Regions from separate parts of the Mus musculus genome. Here all the other regions are linked to region 3. A link is a contact called in public Hi-C and HiChIP or PLAC-seq data. All regions are on one chromosome and are shown on one strand. The core of a region is the stretch at or near the end of the contact, and the rest is flanking DNA. Distances in the headings are between cores, read along the strand shown. Region 1 has its middle 16 kb from the start of Gm1587. Region 2 overlaps Epsti1 (epithelial stromal interaction 1 (breast)). Region 3 holds the start of Dnajc15 (DnaJ heat shock protein family (Hsp40) member C15).

Region 1 (4,747 bases), core at 520-3,019, 59 kb after region 3:
CACTTGACACAGACCTCTGTGGTCCTGCTTGCCCTGCATCAGGCAGGTATGCCCATAGGGATTGCCTCTTGGATGGGTGGGTGGGTTGGTGGGGTTATCTAGTCTTCTCTTCATACTGCTAATGTTTATGATGATGCATCTTGGGAAACTAAGCTCCCAGCCAAAGTGTGTTGGGAGTGCAGAGAGTACCGCCTTTATGTTCTTGTTCAGGCCCTTTCTGAAAGTTTGTAGGTCTAACTTAATTGAAAATTTGTACACAGTTTCTTCTCTCTGACCTCTCCCAGATCCCCACCCATACAATTTCATACTTTCTCTTTCTCTCTTTTATAAAACAAACAAAAAGGCAAACAAACCAGACTAAAACAATGAAAAAGCACAAGAAAAACATACATATAAACAAAGCCCCTAAAAATACAAATCAGAAACCAAAACTCTGGGGAGATTAAAAAACAAACAAAGCAATATGAGACAAAAGGAAAAAATCTGTAGGTCGCCAGTGAGTCTGTTTTGTGTGGCCATCCACTGCTGAGCATGGGGCTTACCCTTAAGTGTGGTCTGTGTACCCAGTGAGACCCCATTGGAGAAAATAATTTTTCCTTTGCAAGAGCTTATCAATTAGAGAGAGCTTCTTGGCTAGAAATGGGATATCATACCCACTTCCCCCTCTCAGTGCTAGGACTCTGGCTTGAACCCATGCAGGCCCCCTGTGGCCCAATAAAGATTATCTGAGGATTTTGTGTCCCATTTTGTAAAATAGATATGACTGACAGCCACTTTTCTCAAAGAACACACTGGAGTCTTGACCTTAAAGACTTGAAGACCTTGAGTCATCCGTCTCTGGAGCTCTGGTGCAGTTTGGCAAGACAAAGCCTAAACTGTTTAAATGAGATGCTCTTCTGTAGACAGTCCTGAGGAGTGTGTTCTTCGGAGTCTCTGGACTTATGTAAATCCCTGGTCACTCTCTGCTGACAGTGATCTTGAGGAAATTTTGTCAGCTGACTTATGGATCCCTGACATAATGACATGGACCTTAGGCAATTGTCTAAGACATTAAGGAGATGGGCTTCCCACCTGTGCACAGTTGCTTTTCCAAAACGACTCTTTTTCTCTACCACTCTTTAAGACGCCCCTGTACAGCTTCTTTTATATTGCAGATACTCTTCACATCTTACAACAACAGTAAGTAAATTTTAAAAGAATAATGTTATCAGTGAGTAACTCCAACATCCATTTCATAACTATCTCATATTTAGGGAAGCAACGATTGATCCCTTTAGTACATGTAAAGATGCAGGGCCTTGGGAAATGCCTGGAGACAAAGATGGCGATCTTCAGATCGGAAGTGACGACACCGTCGCAAAGAAACAGTCATCTTTTCTAAAATACCATTTTCCAGTGCTAATGGCCAGCTGAGAATGCCCGCTCACCAGCTGAATGCCAAGAGCCGCTTAATAACAATCAGGGGAAGCAGACAGTCATGGCTGTCAGTCACCGGGTGCCTAATGTGACTACCGTTGTTCATGTTCTTCTCGCTTTTATCCTAATGAGACTGGTAGCTATTTTTAACCTCATTTTATACAAGGTGGGGCTCAAGGGCCAAACTCCCTTTCACAAGTCACACAATCAATAAAGGCAGAGTGGGCTCTGTTCGCAGAGTCTAACCCCAAAGTCTCTCCGTTGTTTCCCAGGCCGGTGTCACACTCACCCCGATACCTCTCAGTTCCTGTGAGCCTCGCTCTCGCTTTACATTGGAAGCTGGTAATTTATTAAGCCTCCTCAAGGTAGTCATTTGTTCCAGCAGGAGCACAGTCAAGGACCTCCCTGCTTCGCACAGCATTTGTCACCTGTCACCTTACCTTTCGAACGCCAAGCAGGCATCCGCTGAGACAGACAGGAGTCACCTCTGTCACAGAAACCTGAGCGGTAACTGGAAGAAGACACTAGCTCTGAAGCCATCCGCGGGTGTGGCCTGATGTCTTTCCAGGCTTGCAGCAGCTCTCAAGTGCCTGATCGCTCCAAAATGATCAACACCGAATGAAAAGGAAAACTAGATCCTGGGTTTAAAAAATATATACACTTTTATGTCATTTCTCTTTGGGGATGGACAGAAGTTTGTTCATTTAGGCTCAGGAAACAGACTAACAAGGATTTCAATTCCTAGTCATATACTTGCTTATTGTGTGACTTTGGGTGAGTTACTTATGCTCTGAGCTCAACTTCCTTATGTATAGAGTAGACCTAAGATCCTCAACTCGGGATTTCTGTGAGGATGGGGGAAGTGCTACATGTGAACCATCAAATAGAGTCTGGCATGGGGCTGGCCCTCCACAGCCATGAGCACAGCTGATTCTCTTCCACTGAACAAGCGATTCTTGGCTGTTTCTTAGAACCATCTGGTTTAAAAATCCCAAAGCCAAGGCGGACTGTCCAGCTTTCTGGGGTGGGGCCAGGCACAAGCATCAATCAAAGCTTTATTGTTTCCCTGCCCAGCCTAGGTTAAGCAGCATTAGACTGGATTTGAGCCCAGGGCAAGCGTCTCTGCATGGGCTCCTTGGCAGCTTGGCTCCCAAGGTAGCTGGGCTTCAGATTGATGGGGAAAGTGAGAGGGAGCCCTCAACTGTCTTGGACAAGGCAGGCAGAGGGATCTCCAAGATCTATCAGATTAATCACTCTGGGACTTTCCCTTCTCCAATATTTTACCCAAGCAAGAACAGCCTAAAATAAAATGAGATGGGAGCCTAAAGCAACATCATACCCAAAGGTGAACAGATATTCGGAGAGGATTGGAACAAAGTCTACCCTGTACATGGAACTACGCAGGCAGCTTTAGTCAGGACACATCCCCAACCCCAGAGTGATCGGCTCTCTTCACTCGGGTTCCCTACATCACTCTCAGAGGATGGAGTATGGCCCTGGCCCAGTAGCATTAGGATCACAGGGGGCTGGTCCAAAATGCAGGATTTCATACCAAATACTCCCAAGTAAGCAGACCTACTGAGACAAACTCTAGCTGAAAGCCAGGCTCACACACTGTAAGATGGCTTCCAAGCGGTTTCCAGCATGCTCATTAAAAACTGCTAAGCACAGCCAGTGGAAATGAAGCAAGCTGGAGGGGCAGAGAACTACCTGATCTTTGAAAGGTTTGCTCAGTCACTCTGAAGTAGTTTCTTCATGTGTAAATTCGGGACAGAGTGATTTACCTTGATAATGGGCCATTGCAGAGGAAACAAAGCAAACTATTGTTTGGTGTAAGGGGAAATCATTTTTATTTTTTACTTGTCTCTTAACTACTGAATCTTAGCATCTCAGTTGATTCTGAATGTTAGTAGCATTTGTTAGCACCTGGTGTCTTTGTCGCCATAGAACAGCTGTTTGCACGCTACCTGAATGTTGCTGTGGAGGTCTCTAAGTAGCATCTGCACTCAAGTGCTTCAGACCACCGTTCTTCTGATTTTACTGCTAGCTCTTGATATTTAATGCATTAATAATGAGGCATGGGAAGCGTTTTAATTTTATGAAATTGTATTTTAAACTAATTGGTTTCCTTTGCAATTGTTATTATTTTGGGTATGCATTTAAAAACATTATTCTGAAATGTGATCCATAGACTCAGGGTACCAAAGAATCCCTTCTCGCTTTGTAAGTTTTCGTGATGATTAAATGCAGTCAGATGTGCCCAACACTTGGCAGAGACTCAGTAGCAGAGCCCTAATTCTCTTCAGCACTATGTGCCTTGCTTTTTCCCAAGACTGGCCAAAGGGCCCTCTAGGCTTCTTGGAGGTGGTGGGTAATATCAAAATTTACACTGTGCAGTCTTTTTTTTCCTGCAGGCATGTGTGTCTGTGTGTGTGTGAGTGTGTGTGTGTGTGTGTGTGTGTGTGTGTGTTTCAAGTTCTATTGAATGAATGAGAGTTGTTTGAGAACTTGTGGAGCCAGAGAGGGGAAGGAGGCTTTCCACTGAAGGTTCCTTTCTAGCAGTGCTGAGATCCAACCTGATGTTCTCATACACGCAGAGCAAGAACAGTGAACCACTGAGCTCCACCCCAGCCCTAAGAATCCATCCAATCAGAGCTGGTGAGAAGGACTCGGGCATCTGGCTGCCATACAGATGTGTGTGCTCCTGGGAAACCCAAGTGGAGAGGGAGGATTGAATGACTTCTGCTTCTTCTTAGGACAAGATGGTAGCAGAGGGGACAGAGGTACACATTTGCTGTCCTGGAATGCTGAACCCTGAGAAACGTGCGTTACTACATAGCCCCTTGCAGTGGTGGCATATCTAGCCTAATGTACTCACTGTTGGTTCTTGGATATAAACTCCTGAGAAACAGGAAATCCTGAGCTTAGATGAGAAGGGAAAACAAAATGAGAGTACTGAGTATGTTACGTTCATTCTGACTTAGCTTTTAAAGAGTCATTCTCATTCATCTTAATTCTATGTATGTACCTATGCAGGTACTTAAGGAGGTCAACTGCTCAACATGAGTGCTGGAAAGCAAACTCTATATACAGCTGAGTCATACCTCTAGCCCCAGTGCTGACTTCTTTCCCTCCCCTTTTTTTCAAGAAACTATCCTCCTCTCTCTCTCTCTCTCTCTCTCTCTCTCTCTCTCTCTCTCTCTCTCTCTCTCTCTGATTTATTTATTTATTTTATGCATATGAGTACATTGTAGCTGTCTTCAGACACACTAGAACAGGGCATCGGATCTCATTATAAATGGTTGTGAGGCACCATGTGGTTGCTGGGAAT
Region 2 (4,793 bases), core at 992-3,491, 55 kb before region 3:
AAAACTCATAGGACTTATTGTAAAAACACTGGTTATCTTAAATCATTTTTGTACTACTTGCAATCACTATTTTGGGAATGAAAACATAGTAACCTTAAACTATAGTTAATATGTAACTAATAGTAACTAATAGTAAACTATAGTTAATAGTAACTAATGTGAAGGTCTGACTGCCTTTAATCAAAGGTCATGCATAGCACACATGGCTAGGGTAAGAATTCTAGATATTCTCCTCTCTACTTCTCACTGTCTAGCAATTTTCTTATTTTGAGAATTACATTTTGCAATTGATTTACAGGCTTTATATTTTGAGTCACAGTGTTATTTCATGGTCACACAGAAATGTTGGTGCCGAAACTTGTTGACGAAATGAAACTAGGAGAAATAGATTCTGACCTTTTGCTGGTATTTAGAACGCATCTGTTGCAGCTGTTGTTTCTGTCTGACTTCAGCCTCAGACTGGCTTCCACCTGGTGAAAATAAATAATAAATAAATAAATAAGTAAATAAGCCACAAAGGTAAAACAGAAATATTAAGCTGCAAGGCCAGCTGTTGAGTACTAGTTAACTAGTTAACTGCATGGGAACCCAGCAGTGTGACTTGAGTTTTTTATACACCTGGACATTGGAATATAGCCGGTCATCTTCAAAAGTTGTCTAAGAGTGGTGGTCACTTTAAAAGCTAACTGATGGGTGGGAAGATGAAACTTTGTTCTTTAAAGACACTAGGGCTTTCCATCATAAACATTAAAGTCTTCACCTAGCTTGAAACCATGCCTGAAGGACCACACTAGACATTAAGCGATTCTGTCTTGGCTAAGAATTCTGGAACATTCCTCCTGCATAAGAAAGAACCTTTCAGATTTTCGGCACAGCAGATGTACGTAATCTTTATTACCCACTCATTTCCCCCAATATTTTTAGTAGTTCTTTGAGCGTTTTGTACAGTGTGTTGATCATATTCATCTCCCTTCCCCCAACTCCTCTCAGATCCATCCCCTCTTCCCTACCTGCCCAACTGTGCATCCTGCTTATTTTTTAAATTCTTCAAGACCAATTGTGCTGCCCAAACATTCTTGTTTGTGTGGTCTTCCCCTGGAGAACAGTCAATTTATCAGTGACTACATGCTCAGAGAAAACTCTAAGTTTCCCACAAGTCTGTGGCCGATGGGTCCTCAGAAGGGTTGGGGGTGGCACAGAATTGGGTTAAAGGCTAGCCTGGCTAGTGAGACCTTCACTCTGAAAAGAAAGTGGCTGTCTCATGGATGGTTTGTCTTCCTGAGTCAGAAGAGAAGGGATACACTGCTGCTGTTGACTGCAGTTCTAACAAGGATCTCATGAAAGAATATACATCTAAAGTCATCCTGGAGGTGACCAATTCTGGCCAGTACCTAGGACTGATCGCTAGTCACTGGGATGAAACTGTCTCAAAACACAAAGAGGAAAAAAATCTCTTACTTTGGGCTGGTGAGATGGCTCAGTGGGTAAGAGCACCCGACTGCTCTTCCAGAGGTCCGGAGTTCAAATCCCAGCAACCACATGGTGGCTCACAACCATCTGTAACAAGATCTGATGCCCTCTTCTGGAGTGTCTGAAGTGTACTTACATATAATAAATAAATAAATCTTTAAAAAAAAAATCTCTTACTTTACCTCAAAACCATGTGGAAGGTGAAACACTTGAGAGGACCTATTAAAGAGAAGAGGTTTGGGGGCTAGAGATGGCTCAGCGGTTAAGAGTACTGACTGTTCTTTCAGAGATCCTGAATTCAATTCCCAGCAACCACATTGTGGCTCACAACTATCTGTAATGGGATCCAATGCCCTCTTCTGGTGTGTCTGAAGACAGGGACAGTGCACTCACATACATAAAATAAATAAATCTTTAAAAAAATGATAAAAGATTTTTTAAAAAGAAGAAGGAGGAGGAAGAGAAGAGGAGGAGGAGAAGAGGAGGAGGAGAAGAGGAGGAGGAGGAGGAGGAAGAGGAGGAGGAGGAGGAGGAGGAGGAGGAGGACGTTTAGACTATATTCCTCAAGTCTCAAATTCCTCAAGTTTATTTGGCTAAAGGTGAAATGTGTGGAGTTACATATATAGTTCTATATCTTTCATTCATTAAGAGATTTCCAAATTAGTTTCTTCCCTTGCCCACCCCCTCCACCTTTATCTCTAAGACTATTGTGGTGGTATGTGGCTTCTAACCCAAGGCATCTTTGTGGTAACTGGAACTGTGCCAAGCCTCTATGTGTTAAGCTGCAGCTGACTCTGAAGTCAAGATAGGACGTAAATGACTCCCACTGAGGGATGGGGGTATGGGTATCCCCTCTAAAGGCCTGAAACCCCACACAGGAGACCCAGACATTCCATCACCCTGGCAGCACCTGCTCTGCCAACTCAAATGTCCCCCAGCCCTAGCATGAAAACCCAGGAGACATCCATCTTTATACCCACTGCTGGGTCCCCAGCTTACTCCCATTCTATGTTCCCAATGGACTCTCCGTTCAGTTTTGTCACATTAGCATCTAACTGCCAGGATGGATATGCTGTGGTGGCTTTCCCTTGCATCCTGGAAGTGCTGTGACTGGGCATATGCAGCGCCCCAGGTAAGCTCTCTTCAGAGCTGATCATCTAAGAGGCTCTAAATTATTTGCCAATTAAGCCATCACTTTATTCCCACACAACTGTGGCAGATGCATTTGCTCCTTACATAAAACCAGAGACAGCAATCTACCTGCACATTTGAATGTTTCCTATCAGATGAATTCCGTCTCCGGCAGAAATACCATAGAGCAAGCCTTCGCATGTGAAGGAAAGCAGACCCAGCCTGTCTCAGTAGGATCTGCCAGTGACCCTGCCTACCCGCTCTGGCTTTCCATCTGCCACTCACCCAGCCGTTGTGGCACCAAGTAGACTGGTTTTGCCCTGTTCTGTTGCTTCCATCTCTCCAGGTCTGCCAGTTCTTGCTCAGCAACTAACCAGGAGAGAAATAGCAAGTTGTTGATTGTTTGAAAAGAAACCTGGTCATTGCAGCATCAAAACACACAGCAGACAGCAGATAGTGAGTTTTCCGGAATGAGACAGAAAAAAATGACCATGAAAAGCTGATACCTCCCAGCCCTCCCGGACCCCCAAGTCATGCAGGGCCCACCCCTGGCAGCTCCTAAGTGTCCTCACAGAAGGTACAAATTTGAACAACAGCTAAACTCCTACTAACACAAAGAAATATAGTTTTCCCTCCAACACTGACATTCTTAAAACCTCATGAATTATTTCGAAAGGTTTTCTATAACAAATGTGTACAAAAACTAGAATATTCATATGTCAATAAGATCCGGGTAAATATACATCCCCAAAGAATTGTGATGCCTATATTTGCTTTATTTTTAACATTTCTCAAGCTGGCTGTTATCTCTGAGGAGGGAGGCTCTGCCCTGTGCGTTGGCACCCTGCTTTGGGTCTTGGTATTCTTTATTGTCCAAATATTCAGACAGCAGGGGGCGCCTGGGAGACTTAGTTCTGTTGCTATATAACCTAATCTCCCGGTTTAGTTCCCCTTAGAAACTTGAACTCGAAGCCTGTAAGATGTTGGAACCTTGGGGTTCTGTTGGCTAAATGTCTGCAGTCCCCACAATCACTGAAGACCACTGTCATATGCTATACTGACTCACCGGACCACCCTGATTGATTCTTGTCCATGTGGTCTCTTCGGATAACTACTTTCCTGGCTGGGCCGTTATGGCCTTATTGGTTACTGAATTCCTTACCAATACCCTAAGAAGGGAGAGCACAGAATCCTGGAGCTGGAAACATGGCTGACGTGGGCAGTCACACAGTGTCCTGGTGAACCATGTGAACATTATCTCCCCTTGCAACTACAAATAGTGCGACAGTGTCAGAGGGCAGCATTTGTTAGTTCTGTGCCTCAGTTAAACCTGCTACTCATGCTCTAAGTACAAGGAGTACAGCCAAAGATTGGGGGGGGGGGGAGTGATTATACACACTGTATAAGGTAAGATTGTAGAGGGCAGATTGACAGATACAGAAGGATAAGAATACAGAGGCAGAAAAAGTCTATTAAGGAGGGATGGAACATATATTTTAAAAAAAGGTACAAATTCCCTCATAATCTTTTTGACATATAGCATGTCGTTTCAAAGGTATTCACAGCACCATTAAAATATCACCACCAACTTATTTAGTATATCAGGGACAAGATCCAAACAATAACAATAGGTGTGAAGTTGTTTAAACCCAAGAAAAATCCAAAGCTCATAGTCACTCATTACCATGAGCTCTGTTACTAATGTAGAGAAACGAATTTAGAAGTGCTAACAATAGAATAATTTTTACAAGTGCAATTAAAACTCTAAGTTTTTTTTAAGACCTTGGTAAGATTCTGTGAGTCTCTATAAATAAGAAAATAAAAATACTTTAAAAAATTATAAAGAGGAGAAGCATTCTGAGTGTCGGGTGAAAGTGCGTGCCATACTTCTCTGTATCTTCTGCCTTCTGCTCTCGTTTGGTGCTATCAGGGTGTATGTGCCTGCGCTGGAAAGAAGGGAAAACAGTGGTTATCATCATGACAGCTTCCTAAGGAATCTAAACCACCAGACCATCTTCCTTCTGATACCATTAGAAGACAGCCTTTAAGACCTTGCTCTGTTCTCTGCTACCTTCCAATCTAGTTGAAAGACACAAAGCAATGGGCCAGAGGACTAGTTCCTGCTGGTCTCCATCACCACTGGTTTGGGGGAGACTGCCCTTGTAGGGCGTCTCTCCTCTAGGTGGTGCTTG
Region 3 (4,836 bases), core at 1,214-3,713:
ACTGAGATGTTTCCAAAATATATTAGCAATCCTGCTTTTGTTTTACAAGGTCCATAGAACGTACTATGATCTGTCTTTGAGAACATACAATTAGTTAAGAGAAAACCAATAGAAATTTAACATACTTCTACTTCTCTTTTATTTTTCACAAAACAATATTTATCTTTATTCTTTTTTTCTTTTTTCTTTTTCTTTTTTTTCTTTTTTTTTCTTTTTTCTTTTCTTGAGACATGGTTTCTCTGTGTGGCCCTGGCTGTTCTGGAACTCACTCTGTAGAATAGGCTGGCCTTGAACTCTGAAATCTGCCTTCCTTTGCCTCCCTCCCAAGTGCTGGGATTAAAGGCGTGTGCCATTACTGCCAGGCTTATCTTTATTCTTGTTTGTTTGTTTGTTTGTTTAGCCCTTGTTCTCCTGGAACTCTCTCTGTATACAAGCCTGGGCTGGAACTCACAGAGATCCTCCTGCCTCTGTCTCCTGGGTGCTGAGATCAAAGTTGTACACCACCACGTCCAGCTATTTATCTTCTTTCTTAAGGAAGCCAGAAAAGTGAGTTGAGCGAAACCCAGAAGAGATCCTTGAGCAGAGAGGAAAGGATTTTGCTGCTTTTGTTTTTATCTTTCTTGCTGGTAAGGTTGAGCCTACTAAAGAACCAAAGGTTGAGAGCAGAGTAGTCACTGGAGATGAGAGTTCCCTCTAACACTGTCCACTTCTGTAGAAGTAGCAGTGGAAGGAAGTTCAGTAAAGTCTAGAAGCAGCCAGTAATGTACTCTCCATAGACCTGAAATGCAGCAGGCTGACTCCCCTCCATGCTGCCCTCTCTTCTGCTGTGTTTCCCACCCCAGCCCCCTTTTTCTCCTGGCTTCCACTTTGGAAGCTTTTTCCCAGCTCTTGAGCAGGTGCACTGTTCTAAAAAGAGCTGGCTCACTCCTGTCTTGCTCTAATTGCTTGTTTGCTCCAGGCTAGCAGCCTATGACTGTTAGGGTCCAGCTGCTAGGATACATCATTAGCCTCCCTTAGACTGTAACTCCAAGGACTCGGAGACCTTATTTGTTTACTTGATGCTAAAGGCACAGTCCCCCAGCACTGTACCCAAGACCTGACATATGCTCAATAAATTGAATACACTGAACACATGGATGATGAATGCATGATATGTAGGCTTCAATCCAATTCATTTGGTTTGATCACGAATAATTGTGGATTGGCTTAATAAAGTAATTTATGTAATAAAGCCGTGTTTCTGAAGAGTTCTGAAGTATTTTTAACACATTATTACATATCACCGGCTCAATTCTTGGTGTTTATTTCCATGTGGAATTTGTGACCCCTTTCTTCTTCTAACTAAAACAAACCCCATGCTCCCTACTGACCACATCAGTGGCTGAGCCTCCAAGGAAGCCTTTGTGGCTGTTCTCGTTTCTCTCTGTGAACTCTGACACTGATTTTGCTTTCATTTGTAGCTAATCTAGCATGCTTGCTCGTGCTTTTAGTATATGGTACTAGCATGGTGTTTAATGTAATCTTTCCTTCCTGATTCTAAATTCCTTCAGGCCCTAAGCATGAGAATAATAATATATGGATAAATTAATAGGTTCTTACAACTGGTTTTTTGTTTGTTTGTTTGTATGGTTTGTTTTGTTTTGTTTTTCAAGATAGGGTTTCTCTGTATAGCTCTGGCTGTCCTGGAACTCACTTTGTAGACCAGGCTGGCCTCGAACTCAGAAATCTGCCTGCCTCTGCCTCCTGGGTGCTGGGATTAAAGGCGTGCGCCATCACGCCCAGCTAGGTTCTTACAACTTTTAATGTAAAAAAACAAAACAAAACAAAAAAACCAAACCCCAAAACAAAAAAAAACCTTCTTGTAGGCTGGATTGCAAAGTGTATAAAGGGTAAAACAGCAGCCAACTTGGTACAGGGGTTAGAAAGCGTATTAGCTTCAGTTATTGCCTAATATCTGTTCGAGAAAGCTTGACCTAAACATTAATAATGAAGTTAAGTCTTTATGTATTCAAATTAGTCAAAATCATTTGCTGTGAGCGCAAGTTAGTGGATCATCAGTATCTTCCCAGTGATTTCACTAACATGTGAAATCACATTCATTTCTAGTTGGGAAGGTCAAGCAAGGAAGCCCTCCCTGGCCTTGTTTCTATTCCCAGGCACCATCGCGGTACTTTGGAATCTCTCCCTGCCTGGTTTTAGAGGAAACTCAAGGTAGACCTAAGAAGGCCCCGCCTCTTCAGGCTTGGTTGTTATAGTGGAGGGTGGCACAAACAAACAAACAAGGCTCTGTAAGGGTCTGACCCCGGGCTTTGACAGGGTCAGTTTATCGGAGATGGAATGAGAACCAGATTCTCTGCAGCCAGGTCTCCACTAATAAAACTGAACACCTACTCAGAGCGCGAACTTAACCGGTCCGCACTAATTTGTCCCCGCGGACGCCCCGTAGACAACTCAGTGCGTCCTCGGAGTCCTGCAGTGCCATGGCTACCGGTGGCGGCGTGACCTCCAGAGAGGGGCTGCGCTACGCCGAATACCTGCCTCCTTCTGCCCAAAGGTCGGACGCCGACATCGACCACACAGCGGTGAGTCTGCCGGCCGCCACTGACCTGCACCCCTAAACCCCAAGACCTCCCACTCCCACCCCCTTGCCCGGCTGCCTGTGCCCGGCGTGGTACCTGGCTGTCTCCTCAAAGTGTCACGGACCACAGAACAGGCCCACGGTTATCCAGTGAAGAGACCCATGGGTTCCCCCTGGGCAGAGGGGGCCCGGTGGAGCCAGGAGCCTCCCTTGGGGAAAAGTAGTTAAGAACCAGGGCGCGAAGCTGCGTGAGAACAGTTGGGACCTCTAGCACCCCCAAGTCTGGAGCAACTCAGCCTAGATCCGGGCAGAAAATGCTTGCGATTTATTGAGGCGGCTTCTTTCCTTCCACCTTGTGGTTCCTGAAGATCGAACTCAAGTCAGCCATCACCTCCACTGACCGAGTCACCCCGCTCGTTCACATCTGTAGGAGAGTCTAGAATTCAGGACATAACTTAGGAGGTCTCTTTAACAGCCAGCCTCAGGAATGCTAAATTGTGGGAGTCTTCACCAGTTCACGCCACTGTCCTTTCTATAACAGAAACAAAAACAAAAACAAAACAAAACAAAAAAAAAAACCAACTTTCTTGTGATATCCTGACATGAAATTAAAGTTTCTAAAAATCAATATAATAGTCAAATTGAAACGTAACGGTGAAGTAAATATCTTCTTAGTAATAAGTAGCTGTTTGAATTTGTAAATGCCTTCACGTTATTTATTATATTACAGGCTGCAATGAAGTGATCATATTGCCCTCGCATTGCAGCAGTTGTACATGGGACAGCTACAAATGCCAAGCCGGCAGGATTTTATTTTTTAAAAGGACTCACTGTATTTCCTACGCTGGCCTGGAGCTTACGATTCTCCTGCTTCAGCCTTCTTACTTCCTGGCCTATCAGATATTGGCATCCTGTTGTTATTTAAAAAAATTTTTTTTTTCCCAAAAAAGCAAACACTCTGAGGTAAATTGTTAGAAATGTCTCCTCACTTTGTAGGGTAAGTTCACTTATGGAAAATTAAGCCTGTACTAAAACAGAGTAGAAGTATAAATGGTTGAAAGTTCTTAACAAAACAAAGATGGCCAGAAACTGGTTATTCACCATTTAATGTCACTGGCATCTTGTAACACTTGGAGAGTTAGGGATGGTTTTTTATTCCTGGTTGGCCAGCCTTGCACATGATAGGACTTTTGAAATCGGGAGTCGACCATCCACAAAGTACTCTTCCTCTTAGGCAAACTACTGTGGAAGCTCAAAAGGGCTTCACAGCGTTTTCAGATTGTCCCTGAGGGATCGATGTTGACTGTGTTGAGAATACCTGGTCTAAATCAAACAGTGAGGTAGACGACAAGATTATTAGTAATGACTTTAGGTAACTGAAAATAATGGGAAACTGACAAAAGGGTGTTAGGAAAGGAAAACTTGGCCTTGAGAAGGATCAGCCTGGTTGACAGAGCCAATTCCAGGACAGCCAAGACTACACAGAGAAACCCTGTCTCAGAAGAAGAAAAAAAAAAGGGGGAGGGGGAAGGAAAGAAAGAGAAAAGAATTAGACAGTGAGCAGATGGTGTAAGCCCTCAGCCCTTGAGAGGCTCTCTGTGAGTTCGAGGTCATCTTGAGTACAGATCCAGATCTAAGACAGCAAGGACTACACAGAGACACAGTTTCTTGAAAAACAAAAACGGAAGAAAAAGAGTGATTTTTATTAGACATTTATTAGAAATTAAGGGAAACCTTTTCGTTTTACTTTTATGTAAGTTGTAGAATATACCTCCGCTTCTGTACTATCCAAATAGTTCTCCTTTCATCTTGAGGCTTATGTTAATAGACTAAGATGTGATGTTCATTCACCTGTATGCAAGACTAAATGGATCAGGTAAAATATGTATGTAGTTACCTTTGAGAAAATAATATTCTACAGTTGTTTGATAGAGGGTGTTGTCAAATGCCTTTCTAGCAAAATTGATTCTAATGGAAAAGGAGAAAAGAAACTTTAGTTAGGAAGAGAATATTACCAATATTTAAATGTTTAGATAAAACCCAATTTGAAGTGGTAGCCTTTGAATTCTATTTCTTTTTCCAGAAAGCGTTTATTACATGTAAGACAATTAGCCACCTATCTTTCATTATAACCACTACCTAAAGGCTAAAACCTATCATTGTATTAGTTAAAGACTTATGTATCAGCAAGCATTTGTTCTTCCTAAATGATGGACCACTCCAATCTTTCCATCAACATCTAAAACATATTTTCACAT

What was found. A called contact is a pair of places that touch in the nucleus more often than the background predicts. HiChIP or PLAC-seq counts read pairs in DNA pulled down with a chosen protein or histone mark.
Region 1: a Hi-C map of uterus shows a contact between it and region 3. The contact joins the enhancer-like site here to the promoter of Dnajc15 in region 3. A contact is called at or near these places in 2 of 39 promoter capture datasets (the C10 cell line and macrophages), 3 of 484 Hi-C or Micro-C datasets (cortical neurons, granulosa cells and uterus), 2 of 115 datasets of contacts at active chromatin or transcription factors (bone marrow-derived macrophages and microglia) and 1 of 9 other capture datasets (adipose tissue).
Region 2: an H3K27ac HiChIP or PLAC-seq map of CD8 T cells shows a contact between it and region 3, with 11 times the contacts expected there. The contact joins the enhancer-like site here to the promoter of Dnajc15 in region 3. A contact is called at or near these places in 1 of 39 promoter capture datasets (macrophages), 12 of 484 Hi-C or Micro-C datasets (B cells, the C10 cell line, CD8 T cells and 9 more), 2 of 115 datasets of contacts at active chromatin or transcription factors (CD8 T cells and the SCID.adh cell line) and 1 of 9 other capture datasets (macrophages).

What each region holds. Positions count from the first base shown.
Region 1 is chr14:77,812,798-77,817,544 of GRCm38.p6, reverse strand. No RefSeq gene overlaps it. Among named protein-coding and RNA genes, the nearest start is that of Gm1587, 16 kb to the right of the region's middle. Within about 2 kb of position 1,769, at least 9 of the 459 cell types and tissues checked have an H3K27ac peak or open chromatin away from gene starts, as enhancers often do. A contact at or near this core is called in uterus, where this site is marked.
Region 2 is chr14:77,926,924-77,931,716 of GRCm38.p6, reverse strand. Epsti1 (epithelial stromal interaction 1 (breast)) reads right to left here. Exons shown (of 12, transcript NM_029495.2): 2 at 4,489-4,547; 3 at 2,887-2,970; 4 at 397-470. Among named protein-coding and RNA genes, the nearest start is that of Epsti1, 25 kb to the right of the region's middle. Within about 2 kb of position 2,241, at least 9 of the 459 cell types and tissues checked have an H3K27ac peak or open chromatin away from gene starts, as enhancers often do. A contact at or near this core is called in B cells and CD8 T cells, where this site is marked.
Region 3 is chr14:77,872,544-77,877,379 of GRCm38.p6, reverse strand. Dnajc15 (DnaJ heat shock protein family (Hsp40) member C15) reads left to right here and starts at 2,463. Exons shown (of 6, transcript NM_025384.3): 1 at 2,463-2,582. The coding sequence starts at 2,481.